Linked DNA regions of Sus scrofa: all the other regions are linked to region 1. The links are chromatin contacts, called in public HiChIP or PLAC-seq and promoter capture Hi-C maps. All regions are on one chromosome and are shown on one strand. The core of a region is the stretch at or near the end of the contact, and the rest is flanking DNA. Distances in the headings are between cores, read along the strand shown. Region 1 holds the start of ADAMTS13 (A disintegrin and metalloproteinase with thrombospondin motifs 13). Region 2 holds the start of RPL7A (60S ribosomal protein L7a). Region 3 holds the start of SURF4 (surfeit locus protein 4).

Region 1 (3,733 bases), core at 388-2,887:
AGGCCAGGAGGGGGCAGAGGGGAGTGGGGAGAGATGCGCCCCAGGATGCGAAGGCAGGCCGGCCACTCGCGTCTTTGTCCGCGTAGACCACAGACGGTGTCTGCTCTTTGCCGGCCCAGGGGACGGCGCTAGGCCAACCCCCTGTCCAGTGAGCCCACTCAGTCCCCTGAAGTCCAAGTTCAGCTTTGCTCCCCTTCCACCCAAGGGTTGTTGGGCAGCCCCCTCCTCTCCCAGGGGCCTGGCACCGCATCCGTGGATCCACCCACCTGCGGGAAACGGGAGAGCCCCCAGCAGCCCAGGAGGAAGAGAGACGTGAGGATTCCTCGCACGCATCGCCCCCGGAGGCGAAGGTCTCTCACCCTCATCCTCAGAAAGCCTGCTGGCCCGGCGGGGGGCGGGAGAGCCTGGCGGCTGAGATCTGGTCGGCGGCAGGAGTGTGACAGACCCGCTGCGCTGGACGGTTAGGCAGTGTTTATTCGCGGCACTTCCTCCCAGGGCAGGGGCCACGGGGCTGGGCGGCCTGCAGGCTCCTCCTGCCGCAACCTGGCCTTGGCTCAGAGCTGCAGTCCTGCGCCTGGGAGCCCGGAGCGGGGGAGGGGATTCATCACCCATGTGGGAGTACCCTGGCTCAGTCTGAGGCACCGCCCCGCCTGCTCTCTGGGAACCCTGCTCCCCAGGATCTGTGTCTCCAGTCTCCTGTCCTCACTCCCTCCCGCTCCGCGATTGCCTGGTCTGTGCCAGTCACAGAACCCGGCTGGGGGCATCCACTGCGCTCAGCATCACAGGCCACCCGAGGTCCGCTCCACTTGTAAGATTCATACAACTCTCTCCCACCTTCGGGGTGCCTCTCCCATCTTAGTGGATGGCTAATGGGGTGGGGGTGGGGGTGGGGGTGAGAATCGGCCTTGGTCCCTGCCTGCCTCAGCCCCCTCCTCAGGCTGGGTACCAGGGAAGACGCACCTGCCCATCCACCTGGGCCGGCCCACTTTGCAGCCTCAGGGTCAGTAGGTGTGAGGCACTCCCTGCCCCGCCCTTTACCTCCCGCAGGCATTCCACCCCAACTAAAGGCGTGCCTTCCCAACTCCATCCCTGGAACCGCTTCCCACAGACCCAAACCGACACGTGGCCCCAATCCAGGCTGCTCCTCGCTGGCCTGGGCAACTGGAATGGGCTCCCAACAGGGCTGCCTGCTCTCCCTCTCTCCCACCCCCCCATCCCATTTCATCACTCCCCCTCTTCAAAACAATCCATAGCTCCCCTTTCTCCTTAGAAGAAAAGGTCCAAACTCCATCCTGAGCCTCAGAGGCCCTATAATCCAAGGTTTGGCCCCTGTCCGGCCCTCTGCCTGCCTCCCCATCCCTCCCCCCTGTGCCCAAAGACCTGTAGCCCCACCAGCCTGCCTTTCATGCCTCAAATACATCCAATGCTTTGCTGTTCCCTCTGGCCGCTGGTCTGCTCAATCGAGTTTCAGCTCAAATGGCACCTCCTTCTAGGCACCATCTAAGTGCCCCACCCATTCCAGGGAGAGAAGGTACCACATTTAGAAGACAAAAATCAGGACAGTAGTGAAATTTGAATTTCAGATAAACAATGGATTTTTTTTTTTTTTCCTTTTTAGAGCCGCACCTGCAGCATGTGGAAGTTCCCAGGCTATGGGTCCAATTGGAGCTACAGCTGCCAGCCTCCACCACAGCCACAGCAACAGGAGATTCGAGCTGCATCTGTGACCTACACCACAGCTCACGGCAGCGCTGGATCCTTATCCCACAGAGCAAGGCCAGGGATCAAACCCATATCCTCAGGTACACTAGCGGATTCGTTTCCTCTGTGCCACAACAGGAACTCTCCGGATTTTGTGTGTGTGTGTGTGTGTGTGTTAAGTATGCCCCCAATACTGCAGCTATTATATGAAACATATTTATAAAAAGTAGACTTTATCTGAAATTCCTGTTTTTCTGGGCATCTTGCATCTTGTTTGGGGGCCTCATAACCCAGCACCTCATTTTATCATCTTGATTGTAGTTACTGCTCTCCAAGATTGTTGACTTAGTACCTGTATTTCCCCAGAGGCTCCCAGGCACATACAGAGACCGGAACCGAAGCTTCGGGGTGCAGAGGTCTAATGTAGGTTATTTACGAGGTACAGTCAGGGCCAGGCAGGTGTGCTCGTGAGTTAAAATAACAGAGAACGCTAAATGCAATGCTTCGTTTTTGTTATGGGAAATGGCAGCCCTATGGCTTTGGTAAAGCAGGCTGGGCGACCTGGGGACCCCCTTTCATCCCTGAGCCTCCGTCTCCCGTCGCAAAGCCGGGGGAGTCTGGGCTCCGCCTCCGGCGCTCCAGGCCCGGCCGCCCAGCGCCCCCTGGCGGCCGCCTGCGCCAGTGCTGCGCCGGCCCAGCAGCGGCGCTACAACGACGGCGGCCCCCTCGGTCCCTTCCGGCGCTCGCGTTTCTCTGCCCCGCGTGGGCTCTCGGTGCGTTCCCGCGCTTACCCCAACCTGATCCCGGGCCGCCGACCGGGCTGGCGGCCGTTTTCCTCTGGGGGACCGAGAGCTCCGCCCCGCTCCCGGCCGCGCGGAACCAGCGGCGAGGGCCGGGTTTCCAGCCGGCCTCGGAGAGACGAGCGCTTCCGGGGACCGGGACGCACGTGCGGAGACGCGCGCGGGGCGGCTTCCGGGGTCTGGAGCGCTGGTGTTTTTTCCCCGGGCCGGCGAGTTAGGGGCGGCGGGGCCCGTGCTCGGCGGGCAGAGCCCGGCTCCGGGGCCGCGGCGGCGCCGCCGTGGATGGGCGCGGGGGCCGGGTCGGTGCCGCGATGGCGAAGGCGAGGATGCTGGCCCCCGAGCGCGCCCCGGGCGACCCGGCGCCTGAGCCCGGGCTCGTCAAGAAGCCGAGTCGGAAGAAAAACAGAAAGAAAAGGTTCTGGAAGAACAAAGCCCGAGAAGCGAGCACGAAGCCGGGGAACGACCCCAGAGGGGTCGCGGTGCGGCCTCCAAAGGCACCAGAGGACTTTTCCCAAAACTGGAAGGTTCTGCGGGAGGTAAGGGCAGGGCCTCCCCGAGTGGAGAGAAGGAGAAGGGCTTGCGGGGCCCCGGGAGCTGCGGAGGCAGGCCGGAGGGAGCGCTGTGTCGGTGCTCGGAGTCTTTCACAGGCGGTGGCGAGCTCGGGGCGAGAGCAGAGCGGGAACCTGGGCCGGAGGATTCTAGCAACACTCCGGGTCTTTAATAGATGACAGCTGCCTCCAGGTGCTGAGCTCTTAAAACGTGCAGTCGCTGCTGGGTGATCCACGTGTGTTCTTATTTCACCAGGCGCAGGGACACGGTGAGGTAGAGGCCTTGGTCGTTCCTCTCCATCTTACAGATGAGAGAGCCAGAAACGTTAAGTAAATTGTCCAGGACTGCAGCTGGGCCAGTGGAGCCAGGAGTCAGATGCCCAAGTCCCTGTTCTGAATGTCACGTGGTACTTGCTGCCTTTCTCCGCATCAGTGGCCCAAAGTTAGGGCCAGGTTTCTGTCTGCTAAGTGCTGCTCCCTGTGCCTCCCTCCTGCACTCTCTCCACCTCCCTCGGAGGTAGCTGCTGTTATCACCTCTGTTTTCTAGGAAAGGGGGTGGAGGCAGCGTTTAAGAACTTGGCCCAGTGTCACAGCTAGTGGACGGCAGACTGAGGGATGCAGTCACTGGGTCAGATGTGCGTTTCTGCCCTTTGCTGCTACTGACCCTCAAAGTCCCAGAGTCAG
Region 2 (3,733 bases), core at 549-3,048, 62 kb after region 1:
CCTGGCCTTGCCACCAGCCTCCACACGTGAAGTGAGACACGAGCCGCTGCAGCTGCTGACCCGCAGCCCCTCCAGCAGAGCTCAGGGTGGAGACCAGGAGGGAGGCACTCAGAGCTCTGGGAAAACTGGTAGGACGGGCCTCCAGATAGATGTTTTTAGGAGATTGAGTCCCATTTTTCCGTCTCCTCCTGCCCAGAAAAACACTAAAGTCCTTCAACCCTGCCTGACGTCTGTGACCAGCAGCGACCTCCACGAGACCAGCAGCACATCCTGTAGAAACGCCCCCTGACTGCAGCGCTGCCCCCGCCCCCGCCCCGGACCAAGACCTTACGCTTTCAGAGCTCTCTGAAATCCTGCTTCCCCACCGGCAGGTAGTGGACAAAAGACGTCACGGTCGCATCTCCCGAGGGCCCACAGCCAGCGAGCCCCGAGGGGACTCGGGGAAGAAACGCAGACGGGCCGCAGCTGAGGTGCAAACCAAAGCAGTGGTTCCAGGAAGCCCAGACCCTCACCCCTTCCCTGACAAACCGCTCTCCCGTAAAGGCCTCGTTCCCACCACCTTCCCTTCAGTGTGAAACTCACGCATCCCGCACCCCCGCCTCCCCTGCTCCGGGCGGTTTCCGGGGCTTCCCGAGATGTTGTCCCTCAGGCTCAAGTCCTCCTTTCACCCCGAATAAAACTCAACCCCCAACTTTCAGGCTGCATCTCCTTCGTCGACCGACGTAACGTAACCTGCTCAACAAGCTGCTTTTCGCGGGGAGCGCCGTTTAAAAAGCCGATCGACGCCGCCCGGTCTTCCACTCACCGATGCCAAAATTCTTCGGCCTTTTCTCAAACAGGGGGTTTACCACCTTCTTGGCCTCCTGCTTCTTCACGACGGCAGGGGCCGGGGCCACCTTCTTGCCCTTGGCCTTCTTCCCCTTGGGCTGGGCACAAGGAGACACGGTTACCCCGCCCCCCCGCACGCTGCTCTCAGGGCGCGGGGCTCCCCGCAGACCCGGCCGTCTCCGCAGCCAGCCCGCGCCCCGCCCGTGCATCAGCGATCTTGGTGGTTTGGGTCGTCCTCACCGCCACTCGGACAGCAACTATTCCTTCACATCATCTGCACGAGCCCCGACGCCCCGTCCCTCCCTCTCCGCCACGGGGACAGGGGCCCTCCTCCGAGGCCGGCGTTCGGCGGGCCCCACACAGAATCAGCCGACTCAGCCCAAGGCCCCTAGGGCGGCTCCCAGGGCGCCGGAGCGCCTCGGCCGGGCCCGCCCCCGGCCCCGCAATGCGGCGCTGCGCTCCCCGGATCCCCCTCTGCCGGCTCAGCCGCCGGGGGCTCTAACCGGCCCCAGTGACTCTAGACCAGGCCCCCCAGGCCTCTTCTCGCGCCGGGCGGTGTAGGTACCCCCGCGCGCCCCCGCCCCGAGAAGGATGGCAGCGGATAGAACCCAAACCCGAAACTGGCAGCGCGGAGCGCGGCTCACTCACCATCTTGGACAACGGGAGGAGAGAGAAAGGAAAGGGAATTGTGGGTAATATGTAGGCAACCTCGGAGATCGCGAGAGCTGACGACTGCGCGGGATTTCGGATTTAAAGTGACAGGACTCCTTTCTCCCGTCCAGTAGCCGAAGATTAGTGCCTCCTGGTGGGAGCTGCCGGGAAGGGGCGCGTAAAGGCGCGGGGAAGCCAGGACTTCCCGTGAGGGGCTAGCACTTGTCCTCCACTCGGCCCCGGCCAGGCCCTCCGGGTCCCGGCTTTGCGGACCAGGTGTGGGCTTGGGGCGGCGCGGCCGGGTCGGCGTCCTTCTCAGGTGATTTACCCCAAAATGGCTTAAAAGCCGCGAGTGCAGTCGGTGGGCCGAGCACCAGGGCCCGGGCCGGGGACCACCCTGCCTGGAGCGTGCAGCCTGGAGGCGCATGGCTGGGGGCGGGAGGGTGGTTCTGGCAGGGACCCCGGAGCGAGCCGCCCAGAGGTGGCCCTCGCTCGGGGGTCCTGCGTGGAGCCGGGGGGCAGCGGAGTGGAGTGAAGGCCAAGGGCGTTTGGAGGGGTTGAGGTAGGGTCCCGACGGCTCCTCCTGCCGGGGTGGTGGCGGGGGAGCCGTTGGCAGGAGCCGGTGGGGACGCGGGGGGCCTGGCCCCCGAGAAGGCCGCCCCGGATCCGGGGAGGGTGCACCTGTATCCGGACGCCTGAACGGGTGTGTTTGGCAGACAGGGACTCTCCGGAGGGCTGCTGAAGTCGGGGGCTGGAGGGTGGGTGGCTGGGGTCTGGCCCGCTCACACAGACTCTGGGTTCCAGGTGACCTGCCCTGCCTGAGGCTCCGCCATGGCCCAGCAGAGAGCCCTGCCCCAGAGCAAGGAGACGCTATTGCAGTCTTACAACAAGCGGCTCAAGGACGACGTCAAGTCCATCATGGACAACTTCACCGAGATCATCAAGACCGCCAAGGTGGGTGCGCTGCTGTCTCCTGCCGCTGCTGAGACCACGAGAAGGAGTGGGGGTGCAGAGATCGCGGACGGCTGTGGGTGGAGAGGGCTCGGGCCCCTGCTTTCAACCCACCCGCTGAACATGGGTGCTCCATGCCAGGCAGTGGGGACACAGCAGTGACTCCACAGGCAAAACCCTTGTCCCACGGGGAGAACACTGGGACGGATTGACAATAACCAACAAGTCAACAGATAAATAAACCAACCAGCTTCTCACAGGCTCTGGGGTGGCAGTTGTGGGGACTCCAGTCGAAGTGCCAGGATCCAGCATCCAGCATTGCTTCCTTCTCCGCGCACCTGGCCCAGCAGCTGGCATACTTAGGGGTCCATTACCCCTGATGAGGGTACCTGTTATCTCTTTCAAACAGGACGAGACGGGGTGAGGGCGAACGCTGCCTGAGGTCTGGTTAGCAGGACCCCGTGCAGAGGGCAAGACAGGCTGCTGCCAGGTACCTGTGGGCGGGGGCACCTGCTAGCTCTCGGCTTGCTTGTTGGCCTTCCAGATTGAGGACGAGACCCAGGTGTCGAGGGCCACTCAAGGCGAACAGGACAATTACGAGATGCACGTGCGAGCCGCCAACATCGTGAGTCACCAGGCGGAGGGGACAGCCGGAGTTGCAGGAGCCTCTGGTCCCTACTGGGCTCTCCTGGGTGTGTGGGGGGAACCACTTCTCAGGAGACTCCCCTCCAGAGGAGGGCTGTCCAGGGCAGCCGTGTAAGGAGCTGGCAGGCAGCTGGCCACACGCACCCTGTAGGGTGCTGTGGGGGGCGGGGGTTGGGGTTGGGGTTGGATAGAAAGGGGTTGAGTCTTGTGGGAGCTTCTCTGTAAATGGGGGAAGCAAATTACCAAAGAAACAGGATGTGCGTTTGGATGTCACAGAACAAGCACAGCAACCAAATCTTTCCAAAGGCATGAGCCCATGACTGGAAATACCCAGGACAGGGTCCCAAAGGAAGCCTGGCAGGGGGACTGCCCCTGAGGAAGAGCAGGGACAGGACGGTGGCTTTACGTGGGGTTTAAGGTTTTGAGAAGCAGAAGGTATGCTCGAATAACACATGCCACTGGAGATCACAGCAGCACAGGCAGAAGCCAGAGGCCCGGAGAGGGGAGGCACTGGGAAGCCGATGGCCCCTGCCTTGGAAGCATTTCACGCAGCAGCCGTGGGTGCCTGCAACCCTGCCCCCCGTAGCTTACCTTCTAGATGCCTCACGTCTCGCAGCGCCCCTGTGGCGGTCCGTGCCGTGGTCCCACTTGGGAGATG
Region 3 (3,733 bases), core at 802-3,301, 34 kb after region 1:
CTGTGGTAAGGACCAGCAGGCGTCCAAGAGCCAGCACCTCCCCCAGGGCAGAGGGTTCCTTCACTTTCTCCAGCCCCCTCGACCCCAGCTCCCAGCATCCACCTCCACACCGGGCATGCAACCATGAAAGTTACTGGTCCACAAATGCTGCAGTCCTAGTCCCAGCAGTGCACTCTACAGCTACTGCTAATTCCTTGTTTATGCTGGAGGCAACTGAGGCGCCGGGAGGTAGGTCCTTGCCTGAGGCTACAGCGCTAATAACTGAGAGGGCCTGGATTGGACCGGAACTCTGGGGTCTGACTGCAGAGCCCGTGCATTGAGCCACACCTGCAGAGAGACAGCTGCTGTGCCAGAATTCTTTGCAGGGAGGCCAAGGGATAGGTGAGGGTGGTGATGGGAGGATGGAGGAAAGGGGGCGGGATACAGAGGAAGGCATCAAAGTCCAGGGAAGTTGCAGGATTCTGTAATCCAGCCCCCGTGGTGGCCTAACTCCAGCTCAGGACAACGTCCTATGCAGAATGCACACACCTGGGCACTCTTAGGGACAAATTAAACAGTAAAATGCTCCCAGGGCTTAGACCAAGTCTTTATTTCTCCCTGAAAAAGTAACTTTGCTTTTCAAAATCTCTGGCCATCAGAAACTCATTTGTTTTACCACTGGCTGACTCCCTCTACAACAAAAGGAACCTTCACAAAGTGAGAAATATCTAACATACAGATTATTTTCAAATTAATGAATTTTTTTTTTTTTTTTTTTTTTTTTTGGCCAAACCTGCAACACGTGGAGGTTCCCGGACCAGGGACCGAACCTGCACCATAGCAGTGATCTGAGCCACAGCAGTGACAATGCAGGTCCTTAACCTGATGAGCCACCAGGGAACTCCATCAAGTTAATGAACTTTTTTTTTTTAAGGCCACACCCATGGTATTTGGAGGTTCCCAGGCTAGGGGTCTAATCGGAGCTGTAGCTGCTGGCCTACATCACAGCCACAGCCACGCTGGATCCTTAACCCACTGAGTGAGGCCAGGAATCGAACCCGCATCCTCATGGATCCTAGATGGGTTCGTTAACTGCTGAGCTGCGAAGGGAACTCCTAATGAACTTTTCTACAGACTGAATCTAACATTTAACACAGTTGACATGTCATGCCTTTAGTTAAACAGTCACTTGTATTTTGCAGCTTTCCTTTTGTTTTGTGACTTTTTTTAGGTCCTAAACATTTTTACAGGTCCACGAAAGACCCAAGTCCCCTCACTAGGGACTACTGACCAGGTGTTTTAGGAGTTTGGGGGCTTCCAGTTATGAATTCTGAACGTTCTAGGGAGTTCAGTGTCCCTGGGCCAAAGCACATGGACCCAAGGGGGAAAAGGATGATGTCTGCCGTCCTCAAATATTCAGATTGAAGAGGTCTTAACTTCATCCATCAGGCCCAGAGGGGCAAAGGGCACACACGAGGTCACCTCTGGAGGAACCCGAGGTCCCCCTATGCGCTAGAGGCAGACACTGGCCATAACAAGGGTCCCTTGCCTCCCTGGGTTCGGACCTGGTCCCTGGCTGCCTCCCAGGGACTGTGACCGTTAAACCGGCCAGGGACCGGGAGTGGTGGCAGGGATCCAGGTCCTGGGCTCGCCCCTGACCATCGACCCCTCGTTGCCCCTGCTTCCCCGCTAGGGGACAGCTCGGCACCTGGTACTTTTCCATGGTGTCTTGGGGGGGAGACTCCTGGCTTCTCTCTCCCTCCGCTGGGCGCTGGCGTGCACCTTCAGTCCGCGCCGCAGTCGGACCCTCGACTGAGCATGCTCAGTCGGGACCGCCTCCCGGGAGCGCCCATCCCCCGCCCGGGGACCCTCTCTGCCCAAACGGTGTCCGCTGGGGCGCCCGCGCGTCCCTCCAGCAAGGGGGCCCTCGCGGCCCGGCTGCCCTTAAAGGGGCCGCCCGGGCCAGAGAGCGGCGGGCGGGGCCTGGAGCGCGGCGGGCGGGGCCGAAGCGCGGCGGGCGGGGCCAGAGCGCGGCGGGCGGCGCGCGGCCCCTTTAAGGCGCGGCCGGGGCGGGCCCTGCGGCGCGGCCCCTTTAAGGCTTGGCCTACGTGGCAGCCGCTGGAGCAGCGGACGGGGAGCGAGGCCGGCCGCCGGGCACTTCCTGTGGAGGCCGCAGCGGGCGCGGGCGCCGACGGGCCGAGCGCCGAGGGAGCGAGCGAGCGAGCGAGCCGAGCCTCCCGCCGCCGCCATGGGCCAGAACGACCTGATGGGCACGGCCGAGGACTTCGCCGACCAGGTGCGGCCTGCGGGCTCGGCCGCCCCTCCCCCGGCCGCCCGCCCGCCCGAGCCCCCTCCCCCGAGTCCCTCGGCCCCCTCTCCTGAATCACCTCCGGGGCCCCCGCCCGGGCCGCCCGCCGCCCCCGGGCCCGGCCCCGGGCCCCCGGCCGCCCGCAGAGCCGGCCCCCAGCCCGCAGGGCCGCCCCGAGGCCTGGGCCGGGCCCTCCCCGCTCCCGACCCCACCGGAGGGATCGCGCCCCCTCCCCCAACCGGGGCCCTCCCTCCTGGGCTCGCCGCCCGTCCCGGCCTGGGACACCCTCAAGCCCGGCCTCCGGGCCCGGCCTGCCCTTGCGCCGCCTCCCCACCGGGGCTCTGGGTGTGTTCCCGGGCTCCTGCCTGGGCGCCCGGCTCGGTGCCCGGGCCGGCCCCTGCTAGAAAGTGAGGGGTGCGAGTGGCTGCCTCCTGAGAAGGGGCCCGCGGGCCGGGGTGGGGGTGCTTGCGGAGCGCCCTCTCCATTCTGCACCGTTGAGTGGTCTCTGCGCGCTTTTCCCTTTTTCTGGGCAGTCTTAGGGGGCCGGGCGGGGAGCCGATCCCCAGTAGAGGGTGGTCAGACCGGAGGCCTGGGCGTCCTCCCCGAGGAAGGGGGCTCCCTGTTGGGCATGCCCCCTCCCGAGAGCCCCGGGGCTTTTTCTTTCCTCTTTCCCAGATGTGTCGGAGTGGCGGGGTCCCTTTGACCACTGCCTGCGTTTCCTTCCCGGCTTGGACTCTGCCCTGGGGCTGAAATGAATGGGTATCTAGATGTACACCAGCCGGGGAGGAGGGGAGGCCTGTCTTCCTGCTTGCCCCCTTCCCAGAGTGTACAGGTGGCATTCCGAGCAACAGGGAAGCCCGCGAAGCAGGCGGTTGAGTCAGTGGAAAAGGTGTTCAAAACATGGGTGCGCAGAACCAGGTCTTGCAAGGCGGGAGGAGGACGGAGCTTCCGTTCTCTTTTTGGATTAAGTTGAGCCCAAAGAGCACGGTGGTGTGATTAAGTCCCGTGCCTTTTACTTCTCAGCGTCCGCTATGTCTACAGACCTTCTACACCCTTTTCCCAGGAAGGTCCGGGTCTGACCCGACTGCCGAGCTCTAAATGGCTCCTTTAATGTGTTTGTGGCTTTGCCAGAGTTAAAAGTAGTGAGGTTACATGTCTCATTTTTTGGAGGGTGCTACTGATTAATCATACTCTGAGGCCGGGCTTATTGGAAGGTAGGTGTGTATGTCTGTGTGTGAGATTTTTAAAAAGTGAGTGAATGGAGTTCCCTTGGTGGCACAGTGGTTAACGAATCCGACTAGGAACCATGAGGTTGTGGGTTCGATCCCTGTCCTCACTCAGTGAGTTCAGGATCTGGCGTGGTGTAGGCTGGCAGCTACAGCTCCGATTAGACCCCTAGTCTGGGAACCTCTATATGCTGCGGGTGCGGCCCTAGAAAAGACAAAA

What was found. Promoter capture Hi-C pulls out the DNA fragments that hold promoters and counts their contacts. HiChIP or PLAC-seq counts read pairs in DNA pulled down with a chosen protein or histone mark.
Region 2: a contact with region 1 is called in a promoter capture Hi-C map of liver, with 4 times the contacts expected there. The contact joins the promoter of RPL7A here to the promoter of ADAMTS13 in region 1. A contact is called at or near these places in 2 of 5 promoter capture datasets (fetal liver and liver), 2 of 47 Hi-C or Micro-C datasets (epiblast stem cells and liver) and 2 of 2 datasets of contacts at active chromatin or transcription factors (alveolar macrophages and skeletal muscle).
Region 3: a contact with region 1 is called in an H3K27ac HiChIP or PLAC-seq map of alveolar macrophages. The contact joins the promoter of SURF4 here to the promoter of ADAMTS13 in region 1. A contact is called at or near these places in 1 of 5 promoter capture datasets (liver), 1 of 47 Hi-C or Micro-C datasets (epiblast stem cells) and 1 of 2 datasets of contacts at active chromatin or transcription factors (alveolar macrophages).

What each region holds. Positions count from the first base shown.
Region 1 is chr1:273,020,859-273,024,591 of Sscrofa11.1, reverse strand. ADAMTS13 (A disintegrin and metalloproteinase with thrombospondin motifs 13) reads right to left here and starts at 1,637. Exons shown (of 33, transcript XR_002338121.1): 1 at 267-1,637. REXO4 (RNA exonuclease 4) reads left to right here and starts at 2,639. Exons shown (of 8, transcript XM_003353698.4): 1 at 2,639-3,037. The coding sequence starts at 2,813.
Region 2 is chr1:272,959,486-272,963,218 of Sscrofa11.1, reverse strand. It overlaps RPL7A (60S ribosomal protein L7a), which reads right to left and starts at 1,798. Exons shown (of 8, transcript XM_021071136.1): 1 at 1,477-1,798; 2 at 806-926. The coding sequence starts at 1,479. It overlaps MED22 (mediator of RNA polymerase II transcription subunit 22), which reads left to right and starts at 1,601. Exons shown (of 5, transcript XM_021071150.1): 1 at 1,601-1,798; 2 at 2,284-2,433; 3 at 2,975-3,055. The coding sequence starts at 2,311. It overlaps LOC110256518 (a long non-coding RNA gene), which reads right to left. Exons shown (of 3, transcript XR_002338110.1): 1 at 3,667-3,733; 2 at 2,678-3,118; 3 at 2,331-2,461.
Region 3 is chr1:272,987,001-272,990,733 of Sscrofa11.1, reverse strand. SURF4 (surfeit locus protein 4) reads left to right here and starts at 2,051. Exons shown (of 6, transcript XM_021071128.1): 1 at 2,051-2,275. The coding sequence starts at 2,228. It overlaps STKLD1 (serine/threonine kinase-like domain-containing protein STKLD1), which reads right to left and starts at 1,967. Exons shown (of 19, transcript XM_021071230.1): 1 at 1,688-1,967. The coding sequence starts at 1,702.